Regions from separate parts of the Oryctolagus cuniculus genome. Here region 1 is linked to region 2. A link is a contact called in public Micro-C data. All regions are on one chromosome and are shown on one strand. Each heading gives the region's core, a stretch centred on a gene start, on an enhancer-like site or on the middle of the called end of the contact. The rest is flanking DNA. Distances are from core to core; before and after follow the strand shown.

What was found. A called contact is a pair of places that touch in the nucleus more often than the background predicts.
Region 1: a contact with region 2 is called in a Micro-C map of ear pinna, with 6 times the contacts expected there. The contact joins the promoter of CREB1 here to the promoter of CCNYL1 in region 2. A contact is called at or near these places in 3 of 6 Hi-C or Micro-C datasets (ear pinna, psoas muscle and an unstated tissue).

Annotation. Positions count from the first base shown.
Region 1 is chr3:32,263,186-32,267,736 of mOryCun1.1, reverse strand. CREB1 (cAMP responsive element binding protein 1) reads left to right here and starts at 2,848. Exons shown (of 8, transcript XM_070070298.1): 1 at 2,848-3,014. It overlaps LOC127491851 (a long non-coding RNA gene), which reads right to left and starts at 2,828. Exons shown (of 4, transcript XR_011387144.1): 1 at 2,587-2,828.
Region 2 is chr3:32,089,843-32,094,949 of mOryCun1.1, reverse strand. It overlaps CCNYL1 (cyclin Y like 1), which reads left to right and starts at 2,226. Exons shown (of 8, transcript XM_051848245.2): 1 at 2,226-2,451. The coding sequence starts at 2,226. It overlaps LOC138849203 (microtubule cross-linking factor 1-like), which reads right to left. Exons shown (of 4, transcript XM_070071595.1): 2 at 4,436-4,531; 3 at 1,136-2,557; 4 at 1-1,038. The coding sequence ends at 1,368.

The sequences.
Region 1 (4,551 bases), core at 1,599-4,098, 170 kb before region 2:
CAAACATTGATCCAAGTACACAGTATCAGGTAAGTGCTATTATCACCATTGTTACTTTATAGATGGGAAAACTAAAGCACAGAGTGAACAATTTACCCAAAGTCACTAGCAGTAAGAGCTGAACTTGGGCAAAGAGCTGAAGGTTTGTGCCCTCCCCAAATTCATATGGTGAAATCCTAACACCCGGTATGAAGGTGCCAGGAGGTGGGGCTTTGGGGAGATAAATGAGCTCTGCGAGGGTGGAGCCTTTATGAATGGGATCAGTGATAAAGGAACCCCAGGGAGCTCTCTTTTTCAGCCCTGTGAGGCTGCAAGCAGAAAATGGGTATCTGCAACCTGTAAGAAGGCTCTCAGGAGAACCTGACCAGCTGGCAGCCTCCCGAACTCTGAGATTTATTATTTCTGTTGTTTATAAGCCACCAGTCTGAGGCCTGACCCCCCCGAGAGTGCCAGGATTTGAGCTCCAAAATGTTAGTGAGATTACAGACATTCACCATTCAATGAATATTTAACCAACATTGTTATATTCTAGACATTGTGCGTTTTTCCAGGTGGGAAAGGAGAGAGAGGGTAGATAATGAGTAAGGTATTACTCGGACACTAAGCAAATAATTACTAGCATGACGAATCAGAAAAGAGAGTGATAAATTACAGGTAAGTAGGAGGAGTGGATGAGGGAAAAAACTACCAGGGGAAAGGAATGGCATGTGTTTACATGCCTTGGAGCAAAAAGAGACTGTGGTAGGGACAGAGAGAGAAAAACACGTTGGAGTGCAGAGAGCTAGGCAGTTGGAGAGGGTGTGGAGGAAGACAAGTCCAGATAATAGAACTCACACTGTGTGGTAGCCAAAGGGTAGACCATTCAAGGACCCAAAGCAAGGTAGCAACTTAACCAGAACTGTCTTTTAAAAGATTACTGTAGTGGGGACGGTGCTGTGGCACAGTGGGTTAACGCCGTGGCCTTAAGCGCCAGCATCTCACATGGGCGCCGGTTCGAGACTTGGCTGCTCCACTTCTGATCCAGCTCTCTGCTATGGCCTGGGAAAGCAGTAGAAGATGGCCCAAGCCCCTGGGCCCCCGCACCCATGTAGGAGACCCTGAAGAAGCTCCTGGCTCCTGGCTTCAGATTGGTCCAGCTCCAGCCATTGCGGCCATCTGGGGAGTGAACCAGCGAATGCAAGATCTCTCTCTCTGCCTCTCCTTCTCTCTCTCTCTGTAACTCTTTCAAATAAATAAATAAATCTTAAAAAAATAAAAAATTACTGTGGTGTCAGTGCAGCAAATGGACTGGATTGAGGCAAGGGCAATTTCTGAGGTCCTGGATGGGGCTTATCATGAGCCATCAAGCAAGAGATGAAGGCAGCTTAGACTAGAGGTAGGAAGGAAACAGAGTTCACAATTCACTTTTTCAGGAAGCAGACAAGTCTAAGTGACTCTGATCTGTTAGAGATCCGTAAAGTTTCTGGCTTGAACTGAGCAGATGGAGAGAATGCACTTTACTGAGCCAAGGCTATGGGAAAAAAGGTTTTGGAAGGAATATGATACTACGAGTACAGGTTGACATTCCTCAGTCATCCAAATGAACTGCAGCAAAGGCAGTTGGAAATAACGTGTCCACGTTCGAGAGGAAGGCTTTGGCTTGAGTTTTAGGATCAGACAGGTCTTTGACAGAGGACACCTGAGGCCCTGGAAGAGTATGAGACAGCCTTACAAAGCACAGGAGGGGCACTCAAAAGCGGCCCAGGGAGCCCATTACACGAGTGGGGGTAAAGCAAGGACAGGAGGCTGCGACTGCCCACGAGCTAACAGGTGGAGTCGCTGAAAAGGCGTTTACCATGGGTAGAAATAAGCATGGTTAAAATATTGGTGCAGAGATGGCAGGAAGGAAAGCCTGCAAACAACTAACGGAAAGGGGATGGCCAGCAACAGGAAGGAGAACTCTCTTCCTAGCAGAAGTCAGTGGGTAGCAGGGCCAGGTCTACTCCAGAAAGACAAGTCGGCTTCAAGGGACACGACTTCACCCAGGGAGAGGCCTGCAGGAGCGGAGAGGAGACTCGGTGGTTGGCCTTGGGCGACCTGGGGGAGCAGTGCCAGCAGCCTGGAGGCCACGGAAGTCACAGTGTCAGCCTTAGGGTGGGGGTGGGTGCGCAAACCACTGCGGCAGAAAGGCGGCGAAAAGAGAATGAGGCACAGGATGTCGCCCCAAGAAGGGCGGGCAGGTGGGGTGGGGCCGAATTTCGAGCGCCGAGGAGGAGCAACCTCGCTCCGACCGAACCCCAAGACGGGCTGCCCACGTCGCAGGGCTCAACCGCGAATTCCGGAGCCCCTGCCTTCCGGACAAAGAACGACCCCGCTCGCGGCCGCTGGGCAGCCCGCGCCACCAAGGCCCTGCGACGCCCCCCGCGGCCTGCTCGAGCGCCAGCGCCCAAGCCAGGCCCCGGGCCTGCGGGTGCCGGCCGAGGCGCGGTGGCCCTCGCTCCCCTGCCCGGTGGCCGCCGCACCCACACCGTCCCCGCCGTGTTTGAAAGTTCCCGGGCCGGCGGCGCGCGGGGGCTCACCGTGGCCGCCCTAGAGCCCGCCGCTTACCGCCTCGGGGTAGGCCTGCGGGGGGTTTCCAGCCAGTCACCTAGAACCCTTGGGAATTCCCCCACCGGGTCACACACCAACCCCGCTTCCTCCTGCAAATTTCCGCCGCGGGGTTTCAGCGCCCCGAACGCCACGCCGGGGTAGAGAGCGCTCCTCCCCGCACGGGTCTCAGCCCTCGCCGCCCGGCCCCTTCCCCGCTGAGCCCCGCTCCGCCTGGCGCGAAGGAGCCCGAAGGCCTTCGGCAAGTTCCGCCTCCAACGCGGGGGCGGGGCCGCTCGAGCCGCTCCGGGCCGCGCTCGGCTGTTTCCGTGCGCAGCCGCTGCGCACTCGGCACTGGGCGGCGCTGGCTGGCTCCCTGGCTGCGGCTCCTCAGTCGGCGGCGGCTGCTGCTGCCTGTGGCCCGGGCGGCTGGGAGAAGCGGAGTGTTGGTGAGTGACGCGGCGGAGGTGTAGTTTGACGCGGTGTGTTACGTGGGGGAGAGAATAAAACTCCAGCGAGATCCGGGCCGCGAACGAAAGCAGTGACGGAGGAGCTTGTACCACCGGTAAGAGGAGCAGGAGGAGGAGGCAGGAGCCGGAGAGAGCCGGGGGGACGGAGGGGGGACGGGGAGGCGCCGGACACCCGCGCTCGGGGCCTTCCCCTCGCAGGAGGGGCCGCGGTAAAGATGGAGCCTCCGCCCGAGCCCCACAACATCGCCGCCGCTCGCAGCGAACAAAGAATAATGGCGGCGGACTGGAGCCAGCGGCGGCCGGGGCGGCAGCGACTCTGCCTGCAGCCAGCGGCGGCGCTCATGGCGGGGGGCGGCGGGCGGGCAGCGGGGTGGGAGCCGGCGGCCGGGGTGTGTGTGCGGGCGGGCGGGCGAGCGAGCGGGCGGGCGGGCGGGCGGCCTCGGCGAGCTGGCGCCCGCGTTCCCGCCGCCGCCGCCGGGCCGGGCGCGGAGCCGGGAGCCGGGAGCCGCCCCGGGGGAGGCCGCCCGCCCGGCCCGGCGCTGCCCCCCGCGCCGCCCGCTCGCTCGCTCGCTCGCCCGCCGGCCGGCCCCCGCCGCCCGCCTCGCCCCCGGCCCGGCCCGGCCCGACTCGGCCCGGCGGGGCAGCCGCGGCCGGGGAGCCCGTGGGGGGTGGAGAAGGAAGAAGAAGGCGACGGTCGAGGGCAGAGGAGGTGAAGGTGCCTGCCGCCTTCCCGGTAGCCTCCGAGCCCGGCGTGCCCGCTTCGCGCGGGCAAGAGCCGCAGCGTCTGATCCGCTCTCCCCTCCACGCTCTTTTGTGCAATAAAGTTCGAACCCCAAGCTTTCTTCTCGTGCTGTATTTTTCTTGGTGCCCTTTTCCGCCCCCCGCTCCCGCAACGTTGGGGAAAGGCTGTCTTCTGCCCTTTTGCCGCTCAATTGAGATGATGAGAGGTCGTGCTTTTTTTAGGGAATTTTTGACTCTTTCCCTTACTGCCCCCTCCCCCCCGCTTCTTTTTTTAAAAGTCAGTAGCCATGGAAATGCATTCTTTTTGGAAGGAACGGGGTGCTAAGAAAAACATTTGTAATAACTTTAAGAAAAAAAAAAGAAACCTGTTGGGATCTTGTAAAAGGGAAGCTGGTGTTTGAAACAGTTTCGGTTTTAACCCTTTTCAGTTAGGTAGTAACCAGTTGAGGTCTAACATTCTGAAACACTTCGTTGAAACGAGCATTCGCAGACGTACTTTTGTTTTGCATCACTTTGAGGGGGGTGCACACATGTCAGCTGGGTGAGTCACCTGGGTCTCTCCTCACCCCCTACCAAGTTTCCCACGGATCTCTTTATAAACTTTAATGAGAAATGGATGTCCTAACAGTGCTAAAAGTAGACATTAACAGTATCCATGATCTGTCTTGCATACAGTGGGGAACCCCATTCTGTAATTTAAGCCACAAAACTTACTTTTCTTCGTCTTTTGAGAAAAGGGACAGCAGTAAAGTCACTGACACAAGGTTAAAACACC
Region 2 (5,107 bases), core at 977-3,476:
GATCTTCCATCCACTGGTTCACCTTCAGATGGCTGCAATGGCCAGCGATGGGCCAGGGTGAAACCAGGAGCCAGGAGCCTCAGCTGGGTCTCACACATGGGTGACAAGGGCCCATACACCTTGGCCATCCTCTGTGGCTTTCCCCAGGCCATTAGCAGGGAACTGGATTGGAAGTGGAGCAGCCAAGATACGAACTGGCACACATATGAGATGTCAGGATTGCAGGTGCTGGCATAGCTTTCTTCATCCCCTCTTACTATGCAGAGTAACCTCACCACAAACACACTGGAGAGCCACTCAACTTCAAATTGTTCAGTGCCTCCGGTGTTTCCAGGATAAAATTCAAGCTCTTGGTCCCCCAGCATCTAATTTGGCGCAGACAGCTCTGGGGTTGTATCCCAGATTCAAGCACTGTCCAGCAGTGTGACCTCAGGAGACTGGACTCTCTAAGCCTTTGTTTTCTCATCTGCCTGAACTCACTGAGGACTGGGATTGTTTCACACATGTAGTGCCTGGCACACAGGACTTGAGCAATACTAAATCCAATCGAAGTATTGTCCTGGGAGAAGAAGGAATTGGTGCAGGTGCTAGCATGCCACCTGAGACATCCCCCCACCCCCTGTTGGCTGGCCCAGGTTTTGTCCTGGATGTAATTCCGATTCCAGTTTCCAGCTTGGTGTACACCTGGGAGGCAGTAAGTAGGTGATGGCCCAAGTAGTTGAGTCCCTGCCAGCCACGCTGGAGACCTGAATGGAGCTCTGGGCTCCTGGCCTTGGTCTGGCCCAGCCCTGGCCAGTGAGCCCTGGGGAGTGAGCCAGTAAATGCAAGATCTCTCTCTCTCTCTCTGTCAAATAAAGGAAAATAAGCAAACATTTAAAAAAAATCCTTCCTTTTTAAAGAAAGATCCTACTATGTAACGTCATTTCCTTCCAAGTCCGACTTCTACCTTTACGTTCACCATCAGGAATGGCCTGGCCCCACCCTAAGCGGTCACGTGATCCTGGGAAAGTTACTTCGCGTGTGGGTCTCAACTTCATTCTGTAAAATGGGACGGTTTTTGAGGGTTAAATGAATGTCTCAGTTGGAGGAGCATCGGGCGCATCGTGGCCAAACGTTAACGATTTGTTACCATCACCTTCAGCGAATCAGGCCCGTGGTCCCCCACTGTGGTTCTCGGTTTTGTTCGAGGAAACCTTCGTTGTTGTCAGTGGAAGGCGGCTGTGGGCGGGAGAAACAGGCGAGAACGCGGGGCTGGTGTGGCTCGCGTCCCGGCGCGGGGAGGGAGCAGCGCGGGCCGTTTCCCCGACGAGGAAGTGGAGAGGTGACGTGTCCTCAGGGCTCGCGCAGGACGCGCGGCCACAGCCCTTTCAGGGCCCCCGGTCTCTCCGAATGGTCAGCCGCGGGCGAAAGCCAGCACTTGGGAAGACCGGAGCGCAGCATTTGGTCACAGAAACGGTCGGCAATTCAGGTGCCACCAAGTTTGGTGAGCAAAGGAAAGCCGTCGGACTCGGAGAAACCGAGTTGCTGGCGGAGCAGGCGCTTTCCTCACCGGGGCTTTCTGCAGAGCCCCCCTGCCGAGGGCTGCCTCGACCAACGAACGCCCCCGGCGCTTCCCGCAGGACCGGAAAACTCTGGGCACCGGGCGATGAATGGAACCCGGAGTCCCGGACGCACCTCTCGAGGGGCGGGGCACCGCGCGGGGGCGGGGCATTGTGCGTCACGTGCCTGGACTCCCCGCGGGCGCGTGTAGGGAACTCTGGGCATGATTGGTTCCTCGTAACCAGGTGACCACAGGACGCGTTCCGGTTGGTAGGCGCCAGCCAGAGTGAGTGGCTTTCGGTCGAGAGGCGGCGGCGGAAGAAGGAGGGGCTCCGACCGCGCTCTCTGCCGGCAGTGGCTGCGTCTCTCAGCGCCTGGCGGGTCCCCACCCCTTTTAAATAAGCCGGGCTGGTCGCCGCCCTCGCAGACAAGTCGGCTCGAGGGAGGCGGCGGTGGCGCGGCGGCGGGGGTGCGGCCGAGGCCGGAGCCCTGCCCGGGGCCGGGCGGCAGGGCGGGCGGGCGAGCGGCGGGCGAGGCCGTGTCTCTATGCGCGCCGCAGCCCCGGCATAGCCCGGGGCTGCCGGTGCCGACCGCGCCATTGTTGGGGGAGGGGGCGGCTGCCGAGCGCCGCGGAGTCGGGGGCGAGCGAAGGCGCAGACGGTGGCGGAGAGGAGCGGAGGCGCCCCATGGGGAACACGCTGACCTGTTGCGTGTCCCCCAATGCCAGCCCCAAGTTGGGCCGGCGCGCGGGGCCGGCGGAGCCGGACTACGAGTCCGAGATCTACGAGGCGGCGGCCGGCGACGCGGTGGCTGTGGCGCCGGCACCCGCTGCCGTGGAGCCCACCGAGTTGGATTTCGGAGCCGGCGAGGGCCACCACCTGCAGCACATCAGCGACCGGGAGATGCCCGAAGGTGAGGAGGAGGAGGCGGGCGCACTCTGGCCTCCGCCGCCCCCCGGGTCCCTCGGGAGGCGGCCGCCGCCTCGGGTCCTTCCTGCCGGGAGCCGGCTTTCCCTGGGCTGGGCACCGGGGCTGAAGGCTGGCTCAGCTCCGCGTCCCCACCCCTTATTCTTTCTCTGACGATCTGTGCCGTTTGCTTCCCTTGGCCCCACGCGAACGTTCAGTGCTCTGTCCCCAACCCGGCCTGGGACCCTCCTGTGCGCGGCCCTTCCTGTTTGCAGCGTTGTTCATCTTCCCATGGGACCTTATCAAGACTTTTTGGGTACATTCTCTGCCTTTTCGCAAATGAAAATTGAAACACCCGGATTTCGGGGTGTGCATCCCATCTCCGCCCTCGCCCATCCTGATGGTGCCTAAGGGAAGGAGCCAGGTAAGGACCGAGGTTCCTGCCACGCACCCGTTGGAGTAGTGGATACCCCGCACAGTTCACACATTTAAATTCAGGCTAGATGTTGCTTCCGGTGTCTGCCTGGTGTTAAGTGGACTGTTTGCTGCCCCCATCCCCCGCCCCGTCGAAGCTGCCGAGTTCCTTCCAACTATCATTTGAACAGGAAAATATTATGAAGGGCTTAAAATAACTGTGAAAGGTGTGAAGCGCTACTGCCAGGACTGCGGGAAAGTGTGTGTGTGTGTGTGTGTGTGTGTGTGTGTGTGTGTGTGTGTGTTTTAAATCCGAGCAGTTTAGGCATGGAGTTCAGATTGCTTAAAAATTCCCGTTTTGACGGAAATCTGTGTGCAGCCCTCCTCCGATGACTTAACCGACTTCACGTACCTCGTCTGTTCTGGAGGAGAGGGTGGGGAGGTGTGGGAGTGGTTCCTCAGTGCTGCTCCAAAGTTTCACACGAGACAAATGCCCATCGAGAACTCTTGACTTGTTAAGGTCTGGGAACTAAAATGCCAGCCCCCGGCCGCGGTAGTGTTTGGTTCCCTGGCTCCCTCCCCTCCCTTCCCCCCACTTCCTAGACTCCGAGCCGAGTTCTTTACTGAGAATGCTGAGGGGGCTGGGCGGGGGAGGGAGAAGAGAGGAGGAACCACGTGTGTGTATGTAAAAACTTGGGCTCTTTTGGAAAGCTTTGAATCTAGGTAAAAATAATTCTGGCCAACACGGTGGTCCTGAATGACTGAGTGCTTTGAAGTAGAAAACATTGTAACGTATTTAAGCCCAGGTTGGCCCGTTTGTTTCATTTAAATGTCAGGGATGATTTCATTTCCAGGAGGAAAGATCTTAAAGGTCTTGTAATTTAACTTTCGTTGGGCTCTTAAGTTATTTAAAAATGAGAAAGATTAAGGCTCATGATGGATATTCCTGTGTAACTGGGAAGTACTCAGTTTTCAGCAGACTCAAAAATTGTGAAGGAATGAACAAAGGTATCATGTGAATTAATTGTACCTTTAAACACAGTGCATGTAAGTACTTGTGAAAACAGCACTCTACTGGGTGGTGCAAGGTAAGCCCCCAAGTGATTTTACAAACCAGGTAGTAGATGGGTAGTGATGGATTACAGCCCAAAATAAGATCTTTATAGACTTCTTTTGAGATTTACGGTGTATTTTCATGTGCATCTCATTTAACCCTTCCAAATACAAATAAGGCCTGTGCGTGATCTCCCAGTGTTGCTAACAAATGAATGAAGATCTGAAATGACTAAGCAGCTCCTGGATGGAAGAACTAAGGATTTCCCTGCTGATGCAGACTGACATGGCTGTGGTAGATAGGCCAAATTCAGTTCTTCAGAAACTTTAAGAACTTTTCAGGATGCATGTCATATGTCACCTGCAAAGTAGGTCTATCTCTTAGAACATTCCTGCTCTATTAAGAAATTTTTTTTGGTTTGTTTTATACAACTCAGAGGCAACATTTTATCTTGCCATCCTATATCTATATACCCATTCCCTGTGATGTATAAAAGCATGGATGACAGATGACTGCAACCTACCCAGCAGATAACTGTGGTGACGGATTTTAGAGCTTGTTCTGACAGTCCGGAGCTGCAGCTCAGAGGCCCCTGGAGGGAGGAACCTGAACAGGAGCCCTGAGGAGAACGAGTAAGGTCCCAGGCATTAGGCACAGGACTGTGTTGTGAGCACAGAACTTACCATTTTATGTTTGTTACCATGACAGTTAAATTTTTACCCAATTTTATTATTACTCAACAACTTTTTCCTACAGCGTTTTGAATTCTGGCTTTCGGAGCTTTGCTAATCTGCTGGCTAAAGTTGCTCTCATGTGACCCCTTGCTCGTCCTCCCTCTGAAGGGTGAGGGTACACAAGGGATTGGCAATGTGGTGTAGAAAAACCTCGGAACAATAGAGCTTTCCTCTTTTCAGTAGTTATTTTTTTTAAAAAAAGATTTATTTATTTATTTGAAAGAGTTACACAGAGAGAGGAGAGGCAGAGAGCAAGAGAGAGAGAGGTCTTCCATCTGATGGCTCACTCCCCAGTTGGTCGCAATGGCTGGAGCTGCGCTGATCCGAAGCCAGGAGCCAGGAGCCTCTTCCAGGTCTCCCACGCAGGTGCAGGGGCCCAAGGACTTGGGCCATCTTCTTCTGCTTTCCCAGGCCACAACAGAGAGCTGGATTGGAAGTGGAACAGCCGGGTCTCGAACTGG